3 separate regions of the Oryza sativa genome follow, and regions 1 and 3 are each linked to region 2. A link is a contact called in public ChIA-PET data. All regions are on one chromosome and are shown on one strand. The core of a region is the stretch at or near the end of the contact, and the rest is flanking DNA. Distances in the headings are between cores, read along the strand shown.

Evidence for each region. ChIA-PET counts read pairs in DNA pulled down with a chosen protein or histone mark.
Region 1: a contact with region 2 is called in an H3K9ac ChIA-PET map of seedling, with 4 times the contacts expected there. The contact joins the promoter of LOC4336525 here to the promoter of LOC4336520 in region 2. A contact is called at or near these places in 2 of 4 datasets of contacts at active chromatin or transcription factors (leaf and seedling).
Region 3: a contact with region 2 is called in an RNA polymerase II ChIA-PET map of leaf, with 9 times the contacts expected there. The contact joins the promoter of LOC4336522 here to the promoter of LOC4336520 in region 2. A contact is called at or near these places in 2 of 15 Hi-C or Micro-C datasets (leaf and an unstated tissue) and 3 of 4 datasets of contacts at active chromatin or transcription factors (leaf and seedling).

Annotation. Positions count from the first base shown.
Region 1 is chr4:27,424,357-27,427,936 of ASM3414082v1, forward strand. It overlaps LOC4336525 (elongation factor G-1, chloroplastic), which reads right to left and starts at 1,975. Exons shown (of 4, transcript XM_015781040.2): 1 at 1,490-1,975; 2 at 1-595. The coding sequence starts at 1,718.
Region 2 is chr4:27,332,958-27,336,358 of ASM3414082v1, forward strand. It overlaps LOC4336520 (auxin-responsive protein SAUR29), which reads left to right and starts at 1,882. Exons shown (of 1, transcript XM_015778742.3): 1 at 1,882-2,710. The coding sequence starts at 1,977. The coding sequence ends at 2,480.
Region 3 is chr4:27,403,355-27,407,172 of ASM3414082v1, forward strand. LOC4336522 (cysteine-rich repeat secretory protein 15) reads left to right here and starts at 1,866. Exons shown (of 3, transcript NM_001419716.1): 1 at 1,866-2,736. The coding sequence starts at 2,013.

The DNA.
Region 1 (3,580 bases), core at 725-3,224, 91 kb after region 2:
ATATCCTGATAAGAAAATTTTGCACCAAGTTCCTCTCCTGTCCATACAATAGCCTTCATCTTGACTAGATCGATAACTCCTTGGAAATTGTCCTCTGAACCAATGGGCAACTGTATTACCAAAGGCTTCGCACCTAAATTTGCGATTATCATGTCTCTAGTTCTAAAGAAGTTAGCACCAAGGCGGTCCATTTTGTTTACAAAACATATTCTCGGAACCCCATATTTATCAGCTTGGCGCCACACGGTTTCAGATTGTGGTTCTACCCCAGCAACACTGTCAAATAGACATATAGCTCCATCCAACACCCTGAGAGCACGCTCAACCTCAAGAGTGAAGTCGACATGCCCAGGAGTATCGATGATGTTGATTCTATGTTTGTTCCAGAAAGCAGTAGTTGCTGCAGACGTAATGGTTATTCCTCTCTCTTGTTCTTGCTCCATCCAGTCCATCGTAGCTGTTCCCTCGTGGACCTCACCAATTTTGTAGTTCCTTCCTGTGTAGTACAAAACACGTTCTGTAGTTGTTGTCTTTCCTGCATCTATATGTGCCATGATACCAATATTGCGGTAATCCATCAAAGGCACTTGCCGATCTGTATACAAAAGTAAAATATGTCAATATTAATGTAATCGATAGGTTGAAGAAAGCAATGTAATTTATTTTGGTTGAAAACTGTGAATCTACAAAATGAAAAGTGAAAAGGAATCCAAGAGACTTGGCTTCCAGATCTTATGTAATTAACTTAATGACAAACTTTACTGCAAAATAGAAACTCACTTCTGCACAATATTCATTAGGAGATGCGTAAAAGACAGCAATTAAAAGAAAGTAAAGCATTTATTCAATATGTTGCATCGACAAGATAAGTTACATGCATACAAGTCTATTGTGTAAGAGCAAAATGCCATCGACCATATTCTTTTTGCTAACTACACAAACATGGAGAGGACATTCATTTAATTACATAGCTATGTGTATATTCTATTTTAGATGTTTATGGAGCCATATCCTCGCATCTCTCTATTCCTTGCTTCTCAGTTTGTTCTATTGGGAAGATATTCTAGTACTACAACAACCATTTACAGAAATCAATGCCATGAGTAGTTATGAGCTCCAGAAGAGCTTCTAAACCAATTACTCTTTAGTTAGAAGCAACTTCATCAATGGTTTATCTAACAAAGCAGCAGCCCATCAACAATCCTAAGCACGGTCGCCAGCATGCTGCCTCAACCTTCTCTTTTGCAAAACTAGTAGTAGCAAAAGATCAACTAATACACTATCCAATAGAACACTCCTAAATTCTATAATACTGCGTGATAATCATCTTCAACTCTGAGAAAGAACGAAAGATAATCCTTTTGGCCCATTTCATCGAACACCGTCAGTGCACACTTTACACTGCAGACCATCATCCCCACGTCCAGGGTCAAAAAAAAAAAGAACTGGAACAAACACAGCAAGTAACGCCAGACTGTGGCTCGCTCACCATTGCCGGCCATGGCGACGACCGATAGGCGCGGCCTGCGCGGGCGCGGGCGCGGGCGCGGGCGGACGCCAGCCGCCACCGCCGCGGCGTAGCGGGAGCGGGACGAGGCGGGCGACGGCGCGGGGAAGGGGCGGTGGCCGAGGAGGAGGCGCGAGGCGGACGCGGCGGAGACGGCCGGCCGGCGCGCGGGCCCGGCGGCCCGCAGCACTGGCGCCTCGGTTGCTGCCATGGCTGTCGGCGGGCGGAGGTGGCCGGCTTTTCTCGTCCTTTGCCTCTGCCGCGAGCGCTAGCTCTAGCTCTCCCTCCCTTCGCCTTTTGCCTTAGCCTGCCGCCTGCGCGCGCCGCGGGAGCGTGCGGATGTCGTGGAGGGCTTTATGCGCGCGAGCTGCTGCTGCTGCTGCTGCGGATGGTGGCGATGATGGTGAGGAGGATAATGTCAGCCGCGGGGCTGCGAGGATCGTTTCCCGTCTCACGTTTTGGATTGGCGCCTCATTTCCGGAGACTGCCCGCCTAACTACTCCTTTTTCCCTTTTCTTTTTTTTTCTTTCCAGAATTTCCAGTCCTACCTGGCTACCTGTTCGAATGATTATGCGAAATAACATTATTCCAGTGAAGACACTGTATGATATTTCCAATAGCCAAGCCAGACTGTGAAATAAAAAAAAAATATTTTCTCTTGTCCTCAATTTAGTACTGTATGTTGTAATTTCGAGGTTATGACTGCACTAAAATGCTATGTCATCCTAGAACGTCTTTATATCCAAGAAAAAACATGAAACTATGAGAATACAACTCGATTGTAAACTGACATGTTGTACTGCAATTCACGCACAGGTAATCAGCAGCGATGGAGCAGTAAGTAAAACAGAGCAGCATAAAAAAGTGCAGGCAAAGCAGACACGTCTCTGCATTTTCGACCACGAGCCCCATGGGCCATGGCCCATGTACACAGGTTTGGACGCTTCGGATGTCACCACACAGAGCATCTCACGGCTCCACCCGTCCAACGTGTCCGCGCCCCGCGCGCAGTGAGCCAGTGACCCACTCGCGCCCACTGCCAGTTTCTCGGTCTTTTTCACCCAATTTCGCGTGTTTTCGCTTGGCAAAATAGTACTACTATAGTTGCCACTTTTTTTACGGCGTACGCGTGCCACCGGATGCATTCGTCCGACATTTTGATGGCCTGCTATCAGGCCACGTAGTTGGCAGCTCTACCTGAAGCGAGAGAAATTAAGCCTGGTAGATACCGGAGAAGCCACGTATCTCAGTTCGATGGGAACTTTTAACGGGTGACGCTCACGGCAAGAATATACAGATTATACCGGTTGAGATACCGTCCGGTTGACAACGTACATCTGCATGCTGAGGCTGCAGCACCACAAGATCCATGTTTCAGAATCTCTCGTGATGGTTACAATTTTCCCTTTTGATTTTGGCAACTGAATTCGCAGCAGCAAACCGGTTTATATATCGCTCTCTTATGATTATTTTTAGACGTGAAATAGTCTACCATGAACGATGCTTAAAAGTCGGAATAAGTTTACTTTAGATCCATTCATTTGTCTCGGTGGTTTGGATGGCAGTTTCGACGAACGTGGCACCTGCGTGACTAGTTTGACTTGATCCTCGTCCTACGTAACGGTAACGTGGCATTTAAAACAGAATAGCGGAACCCACATGTCAGTGGGTCTCACCCTCCTCTTCTCCATGGACGGCGGCGCCTTCTTCTCCCCTCTCCTCTTATCACCGTGGGTTGAAAGGGAGGAGATGGAGACCTTGCTCCTTTGGTCATAATCAATGGAACTCGCCATGGGCGTCGTCGTCGCCGCTTCCCGGATCGACGAGACGACGCCACGTGTTCTGCCGCTAGCCTCCACCCTTCCTTGACCCTTCCCTCCGACCAATCTCTCTCCCTTGTCCCCAACCTCTTTGCCTGTCTCCCCCCTCCACCACTCCCTCCTCGTCAATGTCGATGTCACCATCGCTGCCCCTAACTCGCAGCCACCGCCGTCTTGATCTGGTCCGCCCACCGAGACTGCTTGAGAACGAGCAGGTGAGGGAAGTGGAGGTCGAGGATGACGCCAGGGGGGA
Region 2 (3,401 bases), core at 632-3,131:
AGTGCCTGGAAATTTATCTTCGATGTTTTGTTCATTCGGTTCCCACTAAATGGGCTGCTTGGCTGCATCTTGCTGAGTATTGGTATAACACTTCTTTCCATTCTTCAGTGCAAGCTACTCCTTTTGAAGTCTTATATGGCCATTCTCCTAGCCACTTTGGTATTGGGTCGCAAGATTGTGCCATTCCTGATCTAGCTCAGTGGTTGAAAGAAAGAAGATTGATGCAGAATTTGGTTCAGCAACATCTCCACCGAGCACAGCAGCAGATGAAGCACTTTGCAGATAAGAAGCGGAGTTTTCGTTCCTTTGAAGTAGGCGACTGGGTATATCTTAAGTTACAGCCTTATGTGCAAACTTCTGTGGCTGTGCGAGCAAATCATAAGTTGGCTTTTAAGTACTTTGGACCCTACCAAGTTACAGCCAAGATTGGCACTGTGGCTTATCAGTTGCAATTGCCTTCTTCTACTTCTATACATCCAGTTTTTCATGTATCTCAATTGAAATCCGCAATTGGTTTTACAGGCCCGGTTCAACATCAATTGCCGGCATCCACTGCTCCTTTACAAGTTCCATTGCGTATCTTGGACAGGAGGTTAACAAAACGAGGTAATTCTGCTGTTGCTCAAGTTCTTATTCAGTGGTCTGCATCTGTTCCAGAGGACGCTACTTGGGAAGATCTGGACGATCTTCGCTCAAGGTTTCCCGCAGCATTGGCTTGGGGGCAAGCCAATTCTCAAGGAGAGGGGCTTGTCAGGGACTCTCAAGATCATCCAGGAGATATCTCGCAAGGCTCAACTGCAGAAGAACCAGAAGAAGAAGAAGGAAGCCGTCCTGAAGTTGCTGATGAAGCTGGTAGCAGAGAAGATAAGGAGGAGGTGATCCAGACTTCAGGTGACAATCAAGCCTGGGTTGCAACTCGGCGTCCAGTCCGTGAGAGGAGGCCCAATCCGAAGGTCCACGGTCCAGAGTGGGTGGCGTAAGGTATCAGCTCGCTTGTGAGCTGGCGCCGGAGAGAGAGAGTGGGTTGGTTGTAATAAATCAAACGAACAACACTAGAACAATTCGGGAATTGGCATCTGGAGGCGTTGGCGGCGGCGGCTCGGTCCTGTTGGATCTGAGAAGTAACAAATATTGCCACTAAATTCGTGAATTGTGAAGCGTGTTCTTGAGAGCCCCTAACAATATGCCAGAATAGTTTCGTATCAATGCATAACAGTGTGCCACGTACAGCCAGTAGCAGCTACTACAATCTAAACTGCACGGCAGTATCGCGACATTCCTAGACCTAACCTGGAAGCATTTCTCTGTTGTTCCGAAACAAACCCGATATTGTGGGAACTTCACAGCAAAGACTGCTTCTAAACCCCTTCCTGTTGGGGACTGACGTCGACCAGGAGCTACGTATGCTGAAATCTCAAAGACGCTTTTGTGCTGGGTGCCAAACTCTTGCTAGATTGCAAGGAGATATACAAGTTGAAGGCATTTATCCAACTCAATTTTTAAGTACGTGAGTCTATCACGCCAGTAGTCGCGGAAAGCGAAGAAAGCAGCGTAGCCGAACGGGTCGGGCGGGCGAGCTCTCACTGTCCAGCTTAGCCCAAGGAATCATGGACCACCGCCCGCGCGCAGCCACACCAGCCATTACCGAACAAACGCCGCCTGAACCACCAGAAACCCCGGTAAATCCTAGCCAAAATCCTCGCACGAATCTTAGCCTGTGGCCAAACGCCAAAAAACAAGCGGAACGCAAATGGCATCAGCTTTTTTTTTTTAATTTTTTAATGCTTTTTAAAAATTTTTAATCGAGATCACACGCTCAGTTGTGCGCTCCGCGGTCCGCGCCCGTGCCCTATAAAACACTCGTTTCTCTAGCCTCACCGCGCTCCCACTTCCTCCCGTTCTGGCTCGCCACTCCTCCCAAAGTCCATTCAACTCACCCACGTAGGAAGGTGGAAGCGGTTTCTTGGGGTTTGGATATGCTAAAGCGGTCGCATGGAGGGTTCCGGCTGGGGCGGAAGCTGCTCAGTGCCTGGCGATGGGCGCTCTGCTGCCGGCGCCGGCGCCGGCGGGGCTACCTGCGCCTGCAGACGACGTCGGGTGGGTGCGGCGGCGCTTGCAAGGAGGGGAGCGAAGAAGCCAAGAGGCTGGCCCCGGTGCTGCGGTGGGGGCGGTCGCTGGTGCGGCGGCTGAGCCTCGGGCGGAAGGACGGCGGGCGGCGGCGGATTCTGGACGAGCCCGTGTCGACGCCCAAGGGGCAGGTGGCGGTGTACGTCGGCGGCGGCAACCCCGGCGAGTCGCTGAGGTACGTGGTGCCGGTGGTGTACTTCAACCACCCCATGTTCGGGGAGCTTCTGAGGGAGGCCGAGGAGGAGTTCGGCTTCCAGCACCCCGGCGGCATCACCATCCCCTGCGCCGCGTCGCGGTTCGAGCGCGCCGCCGCCGTGGCGGCCGCCGGGAAGAAGGCGTTCGGCAGGTGGTAGCATCAGGCGGCGGATGGGGATGGTGTAAATATGCGTTCCATCAGAATGGGCTGATTTTGTTCTCTTGTTCGGTTCTCTGTTTCTCCATGGATTTAGCTAGTCATTTAGAGGCTAATTTTTTTCTCGACATGTGCGTGCCGGGATCATCTTGGAATCATTAACGGAGTAACAGTTGTCTTTTTTTAGCTTTTTAGTTCCGATGTTGTTTACAAATCCAACTTGGACGGATCGATCATGGTGTTGATGAATTTCCCATTTTCTCCCAGATGAATCTAGCTGGAGAGCAACTAATCACCAAAGAACTCTCGCGCTAGAACAAAACATCAGAAACAATGAATCTGACGTTCAACTTTCACTACTGGACTACACCCAAATTTCCTGTTCTCAAAAGAGAGAAAAAAAATGGCCCCCAAATCCCCTGCAGTCGACCTGTGAGCTATGACACCCGTCGTTTGCTTGGAAATTTGTCATGACTCATCAGCAGTCAGTCACGCAGTTCAATTTTCTGCCACGCCTGGTACTCACCACTCACCAGACTGCCTACACCGTGGACTGGGGATGCTTGGAGGCGTGTGCCATTGTGAGACCTTCCCCCTGGAAGGTGGGAAAACTAGGAACATCAACGGCCGCTGTACCTTGTACGAACCCGTACAACCCTCATCCGTACTTGCACCTCCACGCTCGATCTGGTACCGGCAGTGGTAGTTGGAGCATGCTGTCCTCGCCGTGCCGCTTTTGCACGCCACCGTGTGCCGCCCCTTTCCCCCCGCGTCGTCAGCTCAGCAGGCGTGATCACGAAACAGCACATCTCCTGCGCGTTTCCTCACGTCCTGCGTCGCGTCCTACCTCACCGCTTGTTGAGGACTCCCCGTCCGCCATCAACGGCCGGGACAACTGCACACACATGCACGGTTCGCCAAC
Region 3 (3,818 bases), core at 616-3,115, 70 kb after region 2:
TCCGACCCTGACTTAAAGCGATCGCTTAAGGGCGTGTTTAGTTCCACGCCAAAATTGAAAGTTTGACTAAAGTTAGAAGTTTGAAGAAAAAAGTTGGAAGTTTATATGTGTAGAAAACTTTTGATGTGGTGGAAAAGTTGGAATTTTAAAGAAAAAGTTGGGAACTAAACCGGGCCTTAATAGAAATAAAACTTTCCCTAGATCGTCGAAACATTGTACTACCTCCGTCCCAAAATAAGTGCAGTTTTGCACTATTCACGTTTAACATTTGACCGTCCGTCTTATTTGAAAAATTTATGAAAAAATTAAAAACATTTAGTCACACATAAAGTACTATTCATGTTTTATCATCTAATAGCAATAAAAATACTAATCATAAAAGATTTTTAAATAAGACGGACGGTCAAATGTTGAACGTGAATAGTGCAAAACTGCACTTATTTTGAAACGGAGGGAGTATTTGTAGAGGAGGTTGTCCTAAGTCCACCGTTTCTAACCGAATGCGGTCTTTGATGCGCCCACCTCCGAGCTCCGACGCACCGTACAGGTGGTGGCATCTGAAGTACCCAAGAAGAAGTGCCAAATAATACGACTAGGTGGTGATGGAGACTTGCTGAGCTCTCGTGAAACTGGCCGTTCATTACTTCATTGGACCGACCAAAGACAATCCCCCGACCGGGCGACGAGACCTTGCAACGACGCGCATACGCAGCATCCCCGGGTTGCACCTGCAGTACCGATCGATGAGGCCCGTGTCGGTGTTGGTGGCGCCTGGCGCGCGCGGCAGCATAACCGCTAGTCCGCAACGCGACGCGCGGCAGGGCCGAAACGAGGCCGGAATTCTCGCGCGTCCGCCCGAGCGAATGCATGGCCGCGGCGTATGCTGGTCATCCTCCGCCGCACGCAGGTGGGCCTTGCCGTTACTGTGCCTGAAGAGAACGTTCGGGAGCGTGAGCCGTGAGGTACTAGTAGAGGAGCTGAAAAGACGCGGGTGGTGGCCATATGACGCATTGACGCGAGACACCGGTCCGGTCGCTCTCGCCCACAGCTGTTGCGCGCCCGAATGAAACCTCGGCGCGCAAAGTCGGGCCCTTTCACAGTTTCACCTTCACGCGTTCCTCTTTTTATCTCCACGAATCTAGCTCTCTCGGTTGGCACTTGGCAGGGGGTAAATCTTCCCAAAACAAATTCGCTTATTACACTTCTGGAAGCTACACGTTCGCTACCACGTTAGTTTGTGTGCAGCAAAGGACCCCTTCATGTCAACTTTAGGGTTGCGAGCTTGTTGGCTGGAATACAGAATTACAAAGGTATCATCCGTACCAGCCACGGACGCAACCGCACCCAAGTGAAAAGGGCCGCAGCCTGCAGGAGCCGCGATGAAATCAGCTGTATGCCTGTGTGGAAATGGCAGTTGCTTATTGGCGAAGCAAAAATACTCAAAATCCTGTTCCCATCCCCGTATCCCGGATTCCCAGTCTAGACTGAAGAGGCAGAGCATTCAGTCAAACAGCCTATTGCTCGAGTGCACTCGTCGAAACGGCATTGGTTATCTTCAGACCATATGCCACAGATTATGATAGGTTGCATCCTGTCACTGCCCATACCGTCTTACCCCAATCTGGTACAGCACAAGGATAACTGAATGTACCGAAGCAATCATTCAGAGCATAGTTATCGGGAGGGACCAAAGCCAGTAGACCACTGACCAGAGTCACCCGACCAACCGCTACGAGGTCCAACCGGTGCAAGGAGGATGCATCGCCGTGTCGAGTCGACGTATAAATTCCAGAGACGCCGCGCGCGCGCACCACCACAGACCATCGAGGAAGCGTTAGCTTAACTAAAAAGCTCGCATTTATTCTGGGTGCTCCCCACCACCTTCTCTTCGCTCTCGCGACAGGGACTCGGAAAAAAGCATTCGCCGCTTTGCTTCGACCCAGCCAAGCCTGGGCGTTGCGTAGCGCGCTTCAAGCCAGCAGCTAGCTAGCGCGAGAGCCGTCAGTTCAGTCATGCATCAGCTCGACCGGCTTTGCTACGCCGTCGTCGTGCTCGTCGTGATCGGCGCGACGGTCGCCGAGGCGGCCACCGGCACGTTCATCTACGCCGGGTGCTCGCCGTCCAAGTACCAGCCGGGCACGCCGTTCGAGGGCAACCTCAACTCGCTCCTCGCCTCCATCGCCAACGCGGCGCCCAACGGCGGGTACAACAGCTTCACGGCCGGGAGCAACGGCACCGGGGACGGCGCGGCGGCGTACGGGCTGTACCAGTGCCGCGGCGACCTGGGCAACGCCGACTGCGCGGCGTGCGTGCGGGACGCCGTGGGGCAGCTCAACGAGGTGTGCGCCGCCGCGTACGCGGCGTCGCTGCAGCTGGAGGGGTGCTACGTGCGCTACGACAGCAGCAACTTCGTCGGCCAGCCCGACAACGCCATGGTGTACCGCAAGTGCAGCACCAGCACCAGCGGCGACGGCGACTTCCTCAAGAACCGGGACGCCGTCCTCGCCGCGCTCCAGGGCGGCCTCGCCAACGGGTACAAGGTGAGCAGCTCCGGCAACGTGCAGGGTGTGTCGCAGTGCCTCGGCGACCTCGCCGCCGGCGACTGCACGACGTGCCTTGCGCAGGCGGTCGGCCAGCTCAAGGGCACCTGCGGCACGTCGCTGGCCGCCGACGTGTACCTCGCGCAGTGCTACGTCAGGTACTGGGCCAACGGCTTCTACTTCCGCCCGTCACAAGGTACGCCCAATAGTGCAACACGAATAAGAATTTTTCAGCCTTGCGTTTCAGAGAGCAAGAACCCGAACCAATTCTCCAGCAACCTATCCTGATCAAGTGATCAAGCTTACCATTTGCAAGTTGCCAATTGTCCTAAGCTATCTCGGTTAGATGGTGTAAGTTTAACCGTGTAAAGTACAGTATGGAGAGTCCTTAGCTGAGCAAGTTGTGACGGGAATTGATTCCGATGGGCAATGGGTAAACTTACCAAAGTTGATAGAGAGATAAGGTAGAATGGGTAAACTACATATAGTTAAATTTATTTAGCCACCTATGGCTATCGATCAAATTGCTCAGCTTGCTCAGCTAAGGACGAGAGCAATCACTTGATTGAAGGCAGCCACGCTACTGACAAACCAAAATTTAGCTTGCTGGCTATAGACTACTGCCTGTAAGCCAACAACCCCCCATAACTTACAGACTTATATCTAAGTTACAGTGTCAGTGTCATATATGCAGGAAGCTCCAACGACACAGTTCAGTCATTTTCCTGCAATAAAGAAAAGAGTAAATTTCACAAAACTACACGTTTTATAGTCTAAGTTGCAGAAAACCACACACATTTTGACACTTGGCACTTAAGTACATATATTTTGGTAGTGTAGTTTTACAAAACCACACTATCAATGAATGGATTCACCCGCGAGATGACGTGACTGTTTCACCTAAGACGAGGACATGTCATCTTCGAGTGTGGAACAACCACGTCCTCATCCTAGATGGAACAACCACATCATCTCACAGGTGAATTCATTCATCGATAGTGTGATTTTGTGAAATTAAACTACTAAAATATATGTACTTAAGTGCCAAGTGTCAAAATATGTGTGGTTTTCTGTAACTTGAACCATAAAACACATGTTGTTTTGTAAAATTTACTCTAATAAAATTTGCACGGCTAATCACCTCGGCTTTTCTGGTGGACTGCATGCAAATGACAGTATCATTAGACTCACTTTGGTGGGACATCAGCATTAATCAGAATACCAGATGATCAAGTGGCAGTAACAAAAGGGGCTATTCTTTCCGATCCTAGAAAAAGG